Regions from separate parts of the Mus musculus genome. Here region 1 is linked to region 2. Evidence: chromatin contacts called from public promoter capture Hi-C data. All regions are on one chromosome and are shown on one strand. Each heading gives the region's core, a stretch centred on a gene start, on an enhancer-like site or on the middle of the called end of the contact. The rest is flanking DNA. Distances are from core to core; before and after follow the strand shown. Region 1 holds the start of Nckap1 (NCK-associated protein 1). Region 2 holds the start of Itprid2 (ITPR interacting domain containing 2).

What was found. Promoter capture Hi-C pulls out the DNA fragments that hold promoters and counts their contacts.
Region 1: a contact with region 2 is called in a promoter capture Hi-C map of pre-B cells. The contact joins the promoter of Nckap1 here to the promoter of Itprid2 in region 2. A contact is called at or near these places in 3 of 39 promoter capture datasets (liver and pre-B cells).

Annotation. Positions count from the first base shown.
Region 1 is chr2:80,579,014-80,585,479 of GRCm38.p6, reverse strand. It overlaps Nckap1 (NCK-associated protein 1), which reads left to right and starts at 4,298. Exons shown (of 31, transcript NM_016965.3): 1 at 4,298-4,622. The coding sequence starts at 4,515. It also overlaps the pseudogene Gm13688.
Region 2 is chr2:79,632,172-79,638,679 of GRCm38.p6, reverse strand. It overlaps Itprid2 (ITPR interacting domain containing 2), which reads right to left and starts at 3,255. Exons shown (of 18, transcript NM_080558.4): 1 at 2,936-3,255; 2 at 2,602-2,647. The coding sequence starts at 3,140. Gm46751 (a long non-coding RNA gene) reads left to right here and starts at 3,618. Exons shown (of 2, transcript XR_001783386.2): 1 at 3,618-3,698.

The DNA.
Region 1 (6,466 bases), core at 3,049-5,548, 950 kb before region 2:
AGATACATCAGTTGGGTTGGGCAGCCCACAGCCACTGATTCTCTGCATTTTGACAAGTGGATGAATCCCTGTAACAGTTTCCATCTGCTGTAAAGAGAAGCCTCTTTCATGAGAAGCTAGAGTTACTTATCTATGGGCATACATAGTAGCATTTAGAATGCAGCTAGGAATTATATTGCTTTAGAAAACATGCAGTAGTAGTTCTTCTCTAGGGTCTATGACCAACCACAGTTAGCTAAGTTTCCAGTACCAGGCATGGCTTCCATTCTATTGAGTGAACCTTAAGTCCAGTTAGAGAGTTGTTATTCCCAATACATAAGTGCCACCATTGCACCCTTGCGGATTTCTTGCCAGAGTGGTTATTTTTCTGCTTGGTAGACTTACATCTGGGTAGGACAACTGATTTTTTTTCCTCTCTTGGCAGCTTGTGTAACACCTTCCCATATTATGAAGGCCAATCTTCAGGTAGGAGGCTTTCAGATCAGTTCCAGCTCAATTCTTCCAAGTCCTATGTGTGAAGTGTGTAGTGTCTTCAGCTATAAAGTCTTGCCTTTTACTTTTGCTCTGTTTAGAGGCAACCAAGGACAATGGCTATCGCCTATATCATTTGGGATATCTAATTCTCTTGACTAAGTGAAAAGAACTTTTTAAAAACTACGAGCGTGTGTGTGTGTGTGTGTGTGTGTGTGTGTGTGTGTGTGTGTGTGTGTGTTGGGTGATGTTTTTGTGCACTGTGTATTCATCCACATGCTGATTTCTGTACCTAGAGATAGCAGTTAGCAGTCTGGACCTCCAGATTGTCATTTTTATGAAGCATTTCCTGACTATTTTATAAGCCTATAGCTGGGCAGAAAAGGAAAGGAAGGGACTTCCAAGGCCAGAGTCAAGGAGAGGGTCTTACTGTGAAGACATGTGTCTACCATGACTAAAGCAGCTCATAAAAAAGAAAGCATTTAATTGGGGGCTCGCTGACAGTTTCAGAGGATTAATCCGATATCACCATGGAAGAAAGCATGACAGCAGGAAGCCTGGCATGTTGGTGCTAAAGAATACATCCTGATTCAAAGGCAGAGAGAGATTCTAGGCTTGGTATGGGCTGGCCTACAGAGTGAGTTCCAGGACAGCCAGGGCTACATAAAGAATCCCTATTTTATGAGGATAGGGGGAAGAAAATAGGCTGAGCAAACCACGAGGAGCAAGCAAGGAAGCACCACTCCTCCATGGTCTCTGTGTCAGCTACTACCTCCAGGTTCCTGCCCTCCTTGAGTTCTTGTCTTGACTTTGATGATGAACTGTGATGTGGAAGTATAAATCCAATAAACTCTTTCCTCCCCAAGTTACTTTGGTTATGGTGTTTTATCATAGCAATAGTAACTGTGGTGGTCTGAATAAGAACGGCCCCGTACAGGTTCATATATTTGAATGTTTAGTCACCAGGGAGTAGCACTATTTGAAAGAATTAGAAGGATTAGGAGGTGTGGCCTTCTTGGAAGAACTGTGTCACTGTGGGTGGGCTTTTGAGGTTTTAAAAGCCCATACCAAGCCTAGAATCTCTCTTTGCCTTTGAATCAGGATGTAGTCTTTAGCACCAACATGCCAGGCTTCCTGCTGTCATGCTTTCTTCCATGGTGATAACAGATTAAGCCTCTGAAACTGTCAGCGAGCCCCCAATTAAATGCTTTCTTTTTTATGAGCTGCTTTAGTCATGGTAGACACATGTCTTCACAGTAATAGGACAGTGACTATGACAATAACCCCAACAAACACATTATCTACAGATTTCTTCTCTTGGCTACTCTAAGGTATAAACAGTTGCAACTATTCAAGTTCATATGGAAGCCAGGCATGCTCTACATGCCTATAATCTCAGCAGGAGAGGAGAACTGTGGTGGTTTGAATGCAAAAGATCCCCATAGGCTCAGGTTCGAACACTTGATTCCCAGCTGGTAGAACTGTTTGGGAAGGATTAGGAACTGTGGCCTTGTTGGAAGAAGTATGGATGGGCTTTGAGGTTTCAAAAGCACATGGCATGCCTAGTTAGGTTTCTGCTTCATACTTGGAGATCAAGTTGTAAGCTCTCAGTTATTGCTCCAGCACCAGGCCTGCCTACCTGCTGCCACCACATCCCTCACAATGGTCATGGACTCTAATGCTCTGAATATGAGTTCTCAATTAAATAAGTTATTTCATATGTTGCCTTGGTTATAGTATTTTAATCACACTATTAAAGTAGCTAAAACAACAACTAAGCCTTCAAGGCCAGCCTGAGTTATAGAGTGAGATGGCATTATAAAAGACAACAAAACAAAACAACATCCTCTTCTACCTCAAACTACAAAGAAACAAAAGTTCTGTAAGAGTTGTTTTACATCTGACAGCCTATTCTGGCCTCTGGGTACACCAGACTTGAGCACAGTGCATTTATTCATGGAGGTCAAAATACACATAAAATAAAATAAAATAAAATCTTTAAAAAATGCTGTTGTCCGCCGTCTTGATAGAAATGATCCCGGTTTCCTAAAGACACACACACCGCTCGTTCCACCCAGCACATGTACATTTTCTTACCTGGCTGTCCCCAATCCCTCACAGCAGCGTTTCCTTCTCAGTGTCCTCTTAATTGTCTCAGACTTCAGCCCCCAGCCTCCGGTAAACTTAAATGCTAACTACCAGCTTATCAAGAAACCAAGTAAGTTAAATGCCTCAATTAGTCAATAACAGAACAAATAGCTCAATAGAGCTCAATAGAGCTAAATAGATGGTCTTTGAGATGAAAAGAGAGAGACGTGAACGGAGGGGGGGGTGGAGGTAGAGAAAGAATATACATTCAAGGTATGTAGCTCTATGTAGACTGCACACCGACAGATAAATGTTAAGATGTTTTTGGCAGGACTAGAACTTTTTTTGTTTTGAGACAGGATTTTTCTGTGTACCTCTGGCTGCCCACCTCTGCCCCCTGAGTGTCAGAAGTCTTTAGAGACAGAGTTTCTCTGTATAGTCCTGGCCTACCTCTGCCTCCCAAGTGCTGAGAAGAAAGGCATGTGCCACCATGCCCAGCCTTCACCAGGAGTATTAAACAGCCCTTAAGGAATTCTGTATACTCTCTGGTAGAGTTCTGGAAGACTAGGCGCTACAGTAGCTTTTTAAAATGTCTTAGAAACAATTTGTTACATTTCACTACAAAGTTGCTTTGGTGAATCCATTTTTTTTTTTTTTTTTTTTTTTGGTTTTTCAATACTGGTTTCTCTGTATAGTCCTGGCTGTCCTGGAACTCACTCTGTAGACCAGGCTGGCCTCGAACTCAGAAATCTGTCTGTCTCTGCCTCCCAAGTGCTGGGATTAAAGGTGTGCAACACCACTGTCCGCCTGTGAATCCATTTTCTTACTAACTTCAGAATGCCTTGTTATAGAAGGTGGTGGGTTGATTGATTTAAATTCATGAATACGATACACAATTAGACTATATTAGGTAAAGCCCCAAATATCCCAAGTCCCCTGGAGTGCAAGTTTTCATTGTAGTCATTCACATGGAGACACAATTTGTTCCAGTTTGAAACCCTGTGTGATGAGGAGTGGACACGGAGTGAGATGATGACAAACAATATTTGGTTGGTGATGGGGTGGAAAAGTAGAATTCCAGAAACGATTGGGATTTATGGTGGAGGCTGGGAGCGAACCCTCTTACTCGGAACAAAATTTGTTTTGTTTTTTATTTTGCTTTTTTATTTTGCTTACCACATGCCAGAGCCTATTCGTGTCTCCTCCGGATGGGTGCTGGTCCATGATAAGTCCCTTCATAATAATCTAAGGAACTCGAGCTGCCCTTACTTCCGACCTCCTTCCTCCGAAGCCAGCTGGAGGCGGGAGCGAGCACCGGGAGGTGGCGAGGCGCTGCCCGCCGTGCGGAGCACACATCTGCCGCGTTCTCCCTGGAGCGTCTGTCAAGGCGTGGGAGGAAAACAAGCTCGGAGCCGCCAGGCTCCTCTCGGGGCCAAAGTCTCCCGAAACACACCGTCCCCGTCCCCACGGCGGTGCGGGCCCTGGGGCGTGGGGAGCGGGGACAACTTCGGGGGAAGTCCAGGACCGCGGCTTGGGGGTCCCCGGAGCGGAGGAGGCGGGGCGGGGCGCTCCGGACCCCGGGCTCCGGCCGCAGTTCTCCCGGCGGCCTCGCGGGGGCGCCGGCGCGGCCGATCAGGTGACCGAGCGCCGGTCCCGGCTGCGGGAAGCCGACTCGTTCTCAGCCGCCGCCGCCGCCGCCACACCTAGCGGAGGAGCCGGGAAAGGCGGCCCGGGAGTGGGGGGTGTACTGGGGCGGAGAGCGCCGCGGGTGGAGGCGGAAGGGCGGCGGGCGGAAGCGAGCGCCGCGGCTGCTGTGTCACGGCGCGGGTGGGCGCACGGCATGGGCGCGCCGCGCTGAGGCGGAGGTCGCGGGCGGGCAGGCGGGCGGGCCTGAGGGAGGCGGCGAGCCGGGGAGTAGCGCGCCCGGCGGCGGTGGCGGCGGCGGCGGCCGCACCATGTCGCGCTCCGTGCTGCAGCCCAGTCAGCAGAAGCTGGCGGAGAAGCTCACCATCCTCAACGACCGGGGCGTCGGCATGCTCACGCGCCTCTACAACATCAAGAAGGTGCGCACGGGCCGGCGAGGCCGGGCGGGGTGCGGCGGGGGAAAAGGCCGCGGGCGCCAGCTCGGCCTGCTCGCGCGGGGCCTCCGGGATGCGCCGCGGCCTAGAGTGAGCCGCGGGGCGGGCAGGCGGGAGCCATTTCCCGGCTCCCGGCGGCGGGAACCGGCCGGGCCGCGCATGGCCGCCGCGGCGCTCTGGTTTGCGGGGAGGAAAGGAGGGCGCGCGGCCTTCCCGGGCTGCGGCGAACGGGCCCGGGGTTCTTGGCTTGCGAGTGTGGGAATGCGGCGATCGACCCTCTGGTCCCCACTTGGCCACTTGATTTTTCGTTCCCTGAATCAAGCCCCTCACCCCCACGACAGCGTGTTGACGTTTGGGATAATTTCATTTTGAAGATGGACCGGAGGGGGAAGTGAGGGTGGAACCGGTTTTCGTCTGAAATACTTGTAGGCTGTGAGTCACTAGAACAGGAATAACCACCTTTACTCCCTACTCCTCCTCATTTTAGTTTTCCCAACCCTATCTGATTAGCACCAAAGCACCATTCCTTAAAGTACAATGGCTGTATAAAATAAAGACCGAGTGTGCTCCCGTTGCTATCTCCTTCGCAACATAGTACGAGGATTTGAGCAACTAGACAGTGGACCCATTGAAAATCTGAGTGTCTTCAGATTAGGGAGTGGAAGGCTGTATCGAAGTGAAGAAAAGTAGATCTAAAGGTGGAAAAGGATTGCCATTAATTTACCTTAGAGGGAAACAACCTCAAATCCATTTATTTTAAGCCTCACTGAATTTGGTAAAGAGAAAAAGTTTCCTTTTGGTACACTTTATACCAGTCCATCCTTGCGGGGTTCTGTGTATCTGTGTCTTTTCTTTAATAATCTTGTTTATAAAATTATATATGTGTGTGTGTGTGTGTGTGTATCTATCTATCTATCTATATATCGTGAAATATACTTTTGACCATATCAAAAGGATATAGGTTGCTTGTGAGTATCCTGAAGATTCTTTTTAAAATTTAGAATCAAAGCATTCCAGTATAAACTTGTTTTATTCAGTTTATACAGTTAGCTTTTGACACTGCAATTCTGAAGCACACTCTCTAAATGAATAATAGTAAACGTTGGGAATGGGATAGCTGTGTTGTTCTGGTTACTCACTTGGCTTTAATGATTGTCTCTACACCCAGCACAGTTTGGAGCTAGGAAGAACCCATTGCGTTTGTGCCATGACCATGACATCCACCCCTTGATCGTAACTTCATGGGGGTTGGAAGAATTAAGCTTGTATACGTTGCAGTGATGAGAGCCTTTGAATTTCACTGCTTAAGAAATTTGGAAATTAAGTTCTATATGCGAAACCCCAGCAAGTCAAATGTTCCTAAAAGCTACCAGACCTGTGGTTTTGTGGTTAGAGGAAATGGTTATGATGGTTTCTAGAAGAGGAAGTGAGAGTAACCTTAAAAGTGATTTGAGTATTTGAGTAAAATACTGTCTTTAATTTGGCCAAGTCACTAAACATTTTTATAGTATAAGTATAAACAAACTTTGATACTTTAATTCCATGGGTAATAGTAAGTGGAATTCTAAGCATTTAAACTTCGGATTCCAGATCGCTGCCTTTTCTCAGTGTTTCTCACTTCCTGTTTTGAGAAACTTCATTCAGGCTCTTGTGTTGACTAGAATGGAAAATGCGTGAATGTGATTGACCTAATTGCCAAGCATTTGAGTTACAGAAATGCTGTATATTTCAGCACGTACATATTTTTTATAGCTTTTTGAAATATTTTTTGCCTCCTTGGCTTCTGGGTTCCTTATGGGAAGAGTAATATTGAGGGCATTATCTAGCTC
Region 2 (6,508 bases), core at 2,006-4,505:
TCACAAACACAGGGAAGCCTGAGCATCTCTGTAACGTTTTAAACTCTAACAAGTACACATTCTCCTCCCGTAGCTTTGCAAAGTCCTCAGCTCCCCTTGGAATCGGAGTCAGGGATCAGCCAATACTGACTTTTCTCTCCCTCAAGTTTGTAGTTCAAACACGAATGTCTCCCAAGTTGTTTTCAAACACAAAGATATCTTTACTTTTCCCAGTTTTGTGACTTGCATCACAGAAATATTCTTGTATTCTGAAGGGTCTAGTCTGTGATACAGGCTTCAGTTTCTCAGTAACAGTTCTAATGATTTGCATTAGAAGTGGGGTGCATTCAGCTTCAACTACGCTGCTCAATGCCAATTACAAACGCAAGCAAATCCCTAAGCAAGGTGGTCCTGTGAAATTCAGTGCTTTTGAGACTGGAGTTGAAGAAGAATCACCAGCAAGTACCATATGGGCCCTGACAGAACTTCAATTTTAGGGTTTTGCAAACATTTCACATTTGTATCATTAAAAATCTTTTTTTCCCTCCTGGTAGCTCTTTCCTTAGTTGGGCCCAAACACTACAGTGGCCTGTGTCCACAGCTGCCCATGCTATTCTTCACTGACAGAAAATGGCAAGTAGGCAGAACGTAACTGGACTTCTTCAAAAGCAGTTCTCTACTTCTGGACACCTCCCTCCAAATCCCACCAGAATCTTCTACTGCTTCTTAGACATTGTGTCAAGTCATTTGGTTAGTAAATAAATCAATATAGTTATCAGAATAAAGACTCCACTGGAAAAGAAAAAACATGACATCTTTACCCTGAATATGGATAGCAATGAGGAAACAGTATTGCAGAATTTACCAAGGAAGGAAAATGTCTTTCAGATCATCTATCTGCATACAATATACAAATTATGTTAATGATCATCTCAGGTACACACAAAAACTACTTGTACATTGAATAGGGGTAAGTACATGAACAAGAAAGAAATCTACGACAGGTTTCCTTAGATAATTATATAATCTGTGCACATTAAGTTTAGCAATGATACTTCTGGAATTTTCTGGACCAGTCCTGAGTCCTGGTCAGTGTTAGCATTAGACTACTTCATTTATCTAAAAACTGTTTTTATTTTCCATCTCCTTGATATGATTTCTTCTACAATCTCAATTCCTATATATCATTTTTGAAATGTGATTTTTCTCTTGTTCTTACATTTGAAAAAGAAAAATCCTTCGACTATCCCCTTGAGATAAAAACGCTAGAAATTTTAAGACCTGTTTTCAGTGTAAGCCAATAACATATTAAGGAGTGGATTTTAAATGAGACCAAGATGTAAACTTTAAAGTCCTGAATAAACGCAAGGACAGACTACTCCGTTCCCTCCTTGATGTGGAAACGTCAGAGATGCTGCTTTGTAAGTTCTCTCCTAGAAAGTTCTGAAGATGTACATTTAAAAATCTCAGCCTTCTAATCTAACACTGTTTGATGGCGAGCCCCTGGCACACAGTATAGTACTGTGCTTTGTAAAGGCCATATTCTTGTCATCTGAAAATCAAGGGGTTAAAAGAGGCTGATGGTTAACCTAAAGATGTCTTGAAGCAATGTATTTGCCTCTGTGCATCTTTAAAAGGAATGCCTATACATCCCATAATATTTCAGACGAGTCTATGATGCCTAAGTAAAATTCTGCAGCTAACAATCAGTATGGCTCCAGTTATGAACTAAGACAGAGACAGCTATTGGTCTTTACAGGGAAAAAAAAAAAAAATAATTCCATATGTGAGTAGCTTTCAAAAAGAAACAGAAAAAAAAAAAAAAACCAACAACCAAATAATCCCTAGGATAAACATAATTTGCGAAAACAATAATATGCCCAGAAGCAAATGCCAACCAAAGTTTAAAAGTTATAGTCTTCACACACAAGGTTTTTCAAAGAGCAAATAAACTGGGGGAAAAAATAGAAGTAAAACACATTTTACTTTAGTCAAATTTACTTGTAATAAAACCCATCTCCTCTGTATTTTATCAAACATTTTTGTGCAGGTTGCCAAAGTATGTAACTAAACAGACTCATAAAGTATGAATGCCTTCAAAGCTCCATTTCCTTCTGCGAATTCCAATGCCATCTGACAAAACCCTGTCCCAGGACTTAAACTCCAAGGAGCAAGTTGGCTAGTTTTAATAGGTCCCCAGAGAGACCTAAGGCACACAACACAAATTAAACCCCAGTTAGTGTAGCTAAGTAAATTAAACTCGTCTATAACACGTTTGAAAGGAAAATGATTCTATGCCAGATATGCAGATGCCAAAATAAAGAAAAATAAAAGGTTCTGTGAAACATCAAAATTATTTCAAGAGAAAGCACGACCAGCCAAAGTAGCATCACTGTGACCTGTTTTAGTTTCTGATCTGCTGCTGACATCATGCCCGGACTGCTGAAGTCGTCAACTCGGTCACCAAATAATCAGCGGCCACAGCACTTCCAGTTCTAATCGCTTCTAGAAGGAAGCTATCGGCCGGCTCACTTTCCGGTTCCTAGCTTACAGTGACCACGGGACCCAGAGACGAAGTCGAACCCCCTCGCTTCTCCCCCAGGCAACCCCCGCTTTACTTACCGGCAGTCTTTGAGCCATATCGCGATCTTCTCGTTGGGCACGTTTCCTGCGGGAGTAGAGCGAAGGGACAGCTCGTTAAAGACCCCAAACATAAGTACTCAGAGGCTGTGCCATCCTGACACTCCCTTGCAGGAGAATCTGCCCTGGCAACCCGTAGCCTCCGAGAGCCTTCCCGGCGCCCGACCCAGGGGAGCCAGCCGGCAGCCAGGTGCACATGCTGGAGCTGAAGCGCGGGTCACGCGCGCATTTAAAGTTCGGGGGCGTCCGGTCCCCGCGCCCGGTGGCACGGAGCACGCCACCTCCCTGATCGCACGTCCCTGTCCCGCGCACCGACCTCGCCCCGCGGGTGCCGGCAGCTTCGTGCCTGGGAGGTCCTCCTCGTCGTCCTCGTCCTCGTCCTGCGTCGTCGTCTCTGTGGACAGATCCTCGGTCTCCGACGCCTGCCAGGAGCTGCGGCACTTGGCCCAGGCCTTCCTCCTGCGACTCGCCACTTGCCACTCCAGTTCCTCCTCCGCCTCCGCCGACAGGGGTCGGTTCATGGCCGCGCCGGGGGCTCCGCGGGCCCAGCCCGAGCCTGCGCGGGACACAGCGGCGGCTGCGGGGACCCCCGCCGCTGCTGTCAGCGCCCAGCCGGGCAGGGGGCCCGGGGGAGCCAGAGCGGGCGCCGCAGGAGGAGGGGACAGGGAGGGGGGGAGGGAAGGAAGGGAGGGAGGGGCGGAGGGCCGGCGCTTCACGTGAACCCGGCCTGGCGGGGCGCAGGAGCGCGAGTGGCTCCGGCAAGCCGGGTAGGCGCCGAGCGCCCGCCCGGCCCGGTCCCGCCTACTCTAAGACCCCGCCCTGCCCCCTTTCTAGCCACGCCCCCGCTAATGCACAGTCCAGCCTCTCGCAGCTGTGCGCCACGCCCACGACGGAGGCCACGCCCTCTTCCGGTGGCGGTCTTGCCGGGAGGTGAGGACGAGAGTTGGGGCGGGGCACGTCCTGACGGGCTAGGAGCCGAACCGCCCCTTCGCGGTGGCCTCAGGAAAGAGCCAGATTTGTTTGTTTGTTTGCTTTACAGCTTTTCCTTCTCTCAACTCCTCTCTCGTCCAGAAATAGAGGTAAAGTGCCAAGGCCAAGTCTCATAAAACGCCCCCGCGTGCAAACAAGTGACTGGGCTGCTGAGACTTAATCAGTGTAGGATGCCTACAGGATTGGGCAAGGATGAAAGAGACGTGAGATTGTACTGTCAGCTTGTCAAAGCTTACCTTGGTGTTGCTCGCACATTTTGAGAAACCTGTGTGTCCTGGTTATGTGAGGTATGAAAATCCAGTGAGAAAAAAGTGGGTATGTCACATTGAAGCTGCAGACAAAAAAAAAAAAAAAAGGAAGTGAAGAAAGCGACCTGGGAGTATAAAGAAAGCTAACTGCTTGGATTTGGGACTTAGAAGATGTAACAAGAAGCAGGTCATGCCAAGCTTCTGAAACAATTCTTAAATCCCAGCTTCCTCCGTCCCCTTTATCATACTTGTATTTCCTATGAGGAAAAAAAGATTAAAATTCTATCCAGATTGAGACAAAGTGTTACATATCAAACAGTGAATGTCCTAAACCATCTACAGACAATATAGAAAGCTTCCAACATTTTATTGAACTCTGCAAGCAAAGTGAGAATAGTTTTTTGCTTTGGTCTATTTTTATGCTTTTTCTTGACTAAAAAGGACATTTTTACATAAATAATATTTTAAGGAAGAAATTTTCCACTTGAAATAGATATTTGCAGTTCATAAAAGTCCAAGTTAAGTGTGCATTCATAAATGAAGGAAATAGTTTTTGGAACACAGAATGTAGTGTCCTTGAGATGAGATGGAACCTAGTTTCTTGTGCAGGCCTTTGCACATAATCTATTCATCTTTAAAGTAGCACAGGGACCTTCCTGTCTTTGGTCCTTACTTCTTTCTAGCATGGTCCATATGTTTGATAGTTCCCAATATATCATTAATCATTGATAGAAACAACAACTCCTGATGGTTTATCAATATCCCCAAGACCAATTCCAAAATCCAAGCTGGCTTCCCGGAGCCATCCCAGCATTATCATGGCCCTCCTGCACTTACAGTGAACTGTAAGGGGAGCTACAAGGATGGTACCAGCAACTCAGTGACTTGACCTTTCACTGGTAAGGGATCATTTAGTTATTAATATGTCTTAGACTTTCAGGAGCTCTATATTAAGGATGAAGGTACCTCTTTCATATCCTTCCAATGCAGCTGCCTGTGGAATATGAGACAGATGAAAAGAAAGTGCCTAAAGAAGTGTTGGTGTGGTTGGTCAAAGGCTGTAGAGGACACTGGCTCCAGTAGTTTTATCCAGGGCCCTGTTGGATTCTGTCCCATCCATTTGCTGTCTCCAACTTCCACTCTGACACATCCATGTGCTGTGGCTGGTTCTCTGTCCTTGCTTTTTAAATCATTCCTGTTCTGTCTACTGCCTGCATGAACCAGCTGATCCGGGATGTCTTCACTCTGTGGCTCCCCCAGTCATGATCACATCCTATTTACAGTTCCTTGATGTACAACAGAATGTACACGCTGTTCATTGAGGGGAATGGATTAAGCAGTAAATAATATGATCAGATCCAGACAATATGTTTAGTTTACCAGCCACTTTGTAAACATGAGAGATTATGGACCATATTTTCATATCTTTCATGTATCCACAATACAATGCTGAGTCTACATAGAATACTGCCTACTCTTGAGGCAAGATGTCCGTTGCTATTGTTCTTCTTTAAATGAGACAAACTCGGGTTTTGTCTGCTTTGCGTTTTTTCTCCAATGCTTATTTTTTTTTAATTAGCTTTGCTTGTACTTTTAGAGAACAAAGAATTCTGGGGAAAGGCAGTAATGAAGTATGGCTTCTAATTTATAGGTCATTCAATCACAGTCAAAGAAAAAGGGAAGTAAGCCCAGAAAGTATAATTAGAGTATAGCAACTATAAACTCTGAATTAAGAATATTGTCTCATTTGTTGATGCTTATGAAGAAGAGAAATATAGTTATATTAATGGACAATTTAACCTAACAAGGTAGAGTGGAAAGAGGAAGGCTTTTGGTATCAGACTAAAGTTGAATGTTTTCCTTCTATTTTTACACATAACTGATCTCTCTGGATATCATTTTCTTCGTATGTGAAACTGCAATCATAACTACCTTACCAAGTTACTGCAAGGGTTTTAAAAACTGAAGTAGGTATTTATTAGGGCCATTGCAGTTATTATGTTGAAAAACACAAAAATAAGTCGATTTCATATGGAGGAATATTCTAATACTAATGAATAGCTTCTTCTATTTCCATTTTTATGTAAATGTTCCTTAAAAGCTTAATGAATTCAGGGGAGAACAGAAAACATACTCTGATTAAATAACAAAATTTCAGGTGGAAAAGCTTCAATAATAAGTGATATATAATATAAAAATTCTAACTTTAACATAGGCCTCAAAATTAGAAAATAAGATCTACTTTGACTGTAGTTCAATTGAGGCCTTTTGGTTCTAGTTAAGAAACTGTTTCAGTTATATTTATAAATTATAAATATATTTCAGTTATATTTATGTAAATCAAATATTTCAGTTATATTTATGTAAATCAAATTTGTATTAAAAGTCTGATCTGAATGGCAGAATTGTAGTTATATCAAATAATTTTTACCCTTTTTTGGGATAATACCACATATTGTATTGCTATATTGTCCACTTCTATTCAATATCTATCCTGACATTAGATGTTTGGAAATTTCTCAAAATATATTTTATGTGAGATTGGTATAAAATTTATTGTACAAATAAGACATCTTCAAGGTTTATGCTAAGCAAACATGACTTACTTGTACTTAGCCCAATGATTCTTAAATTCATTTCAGAAGGAAACC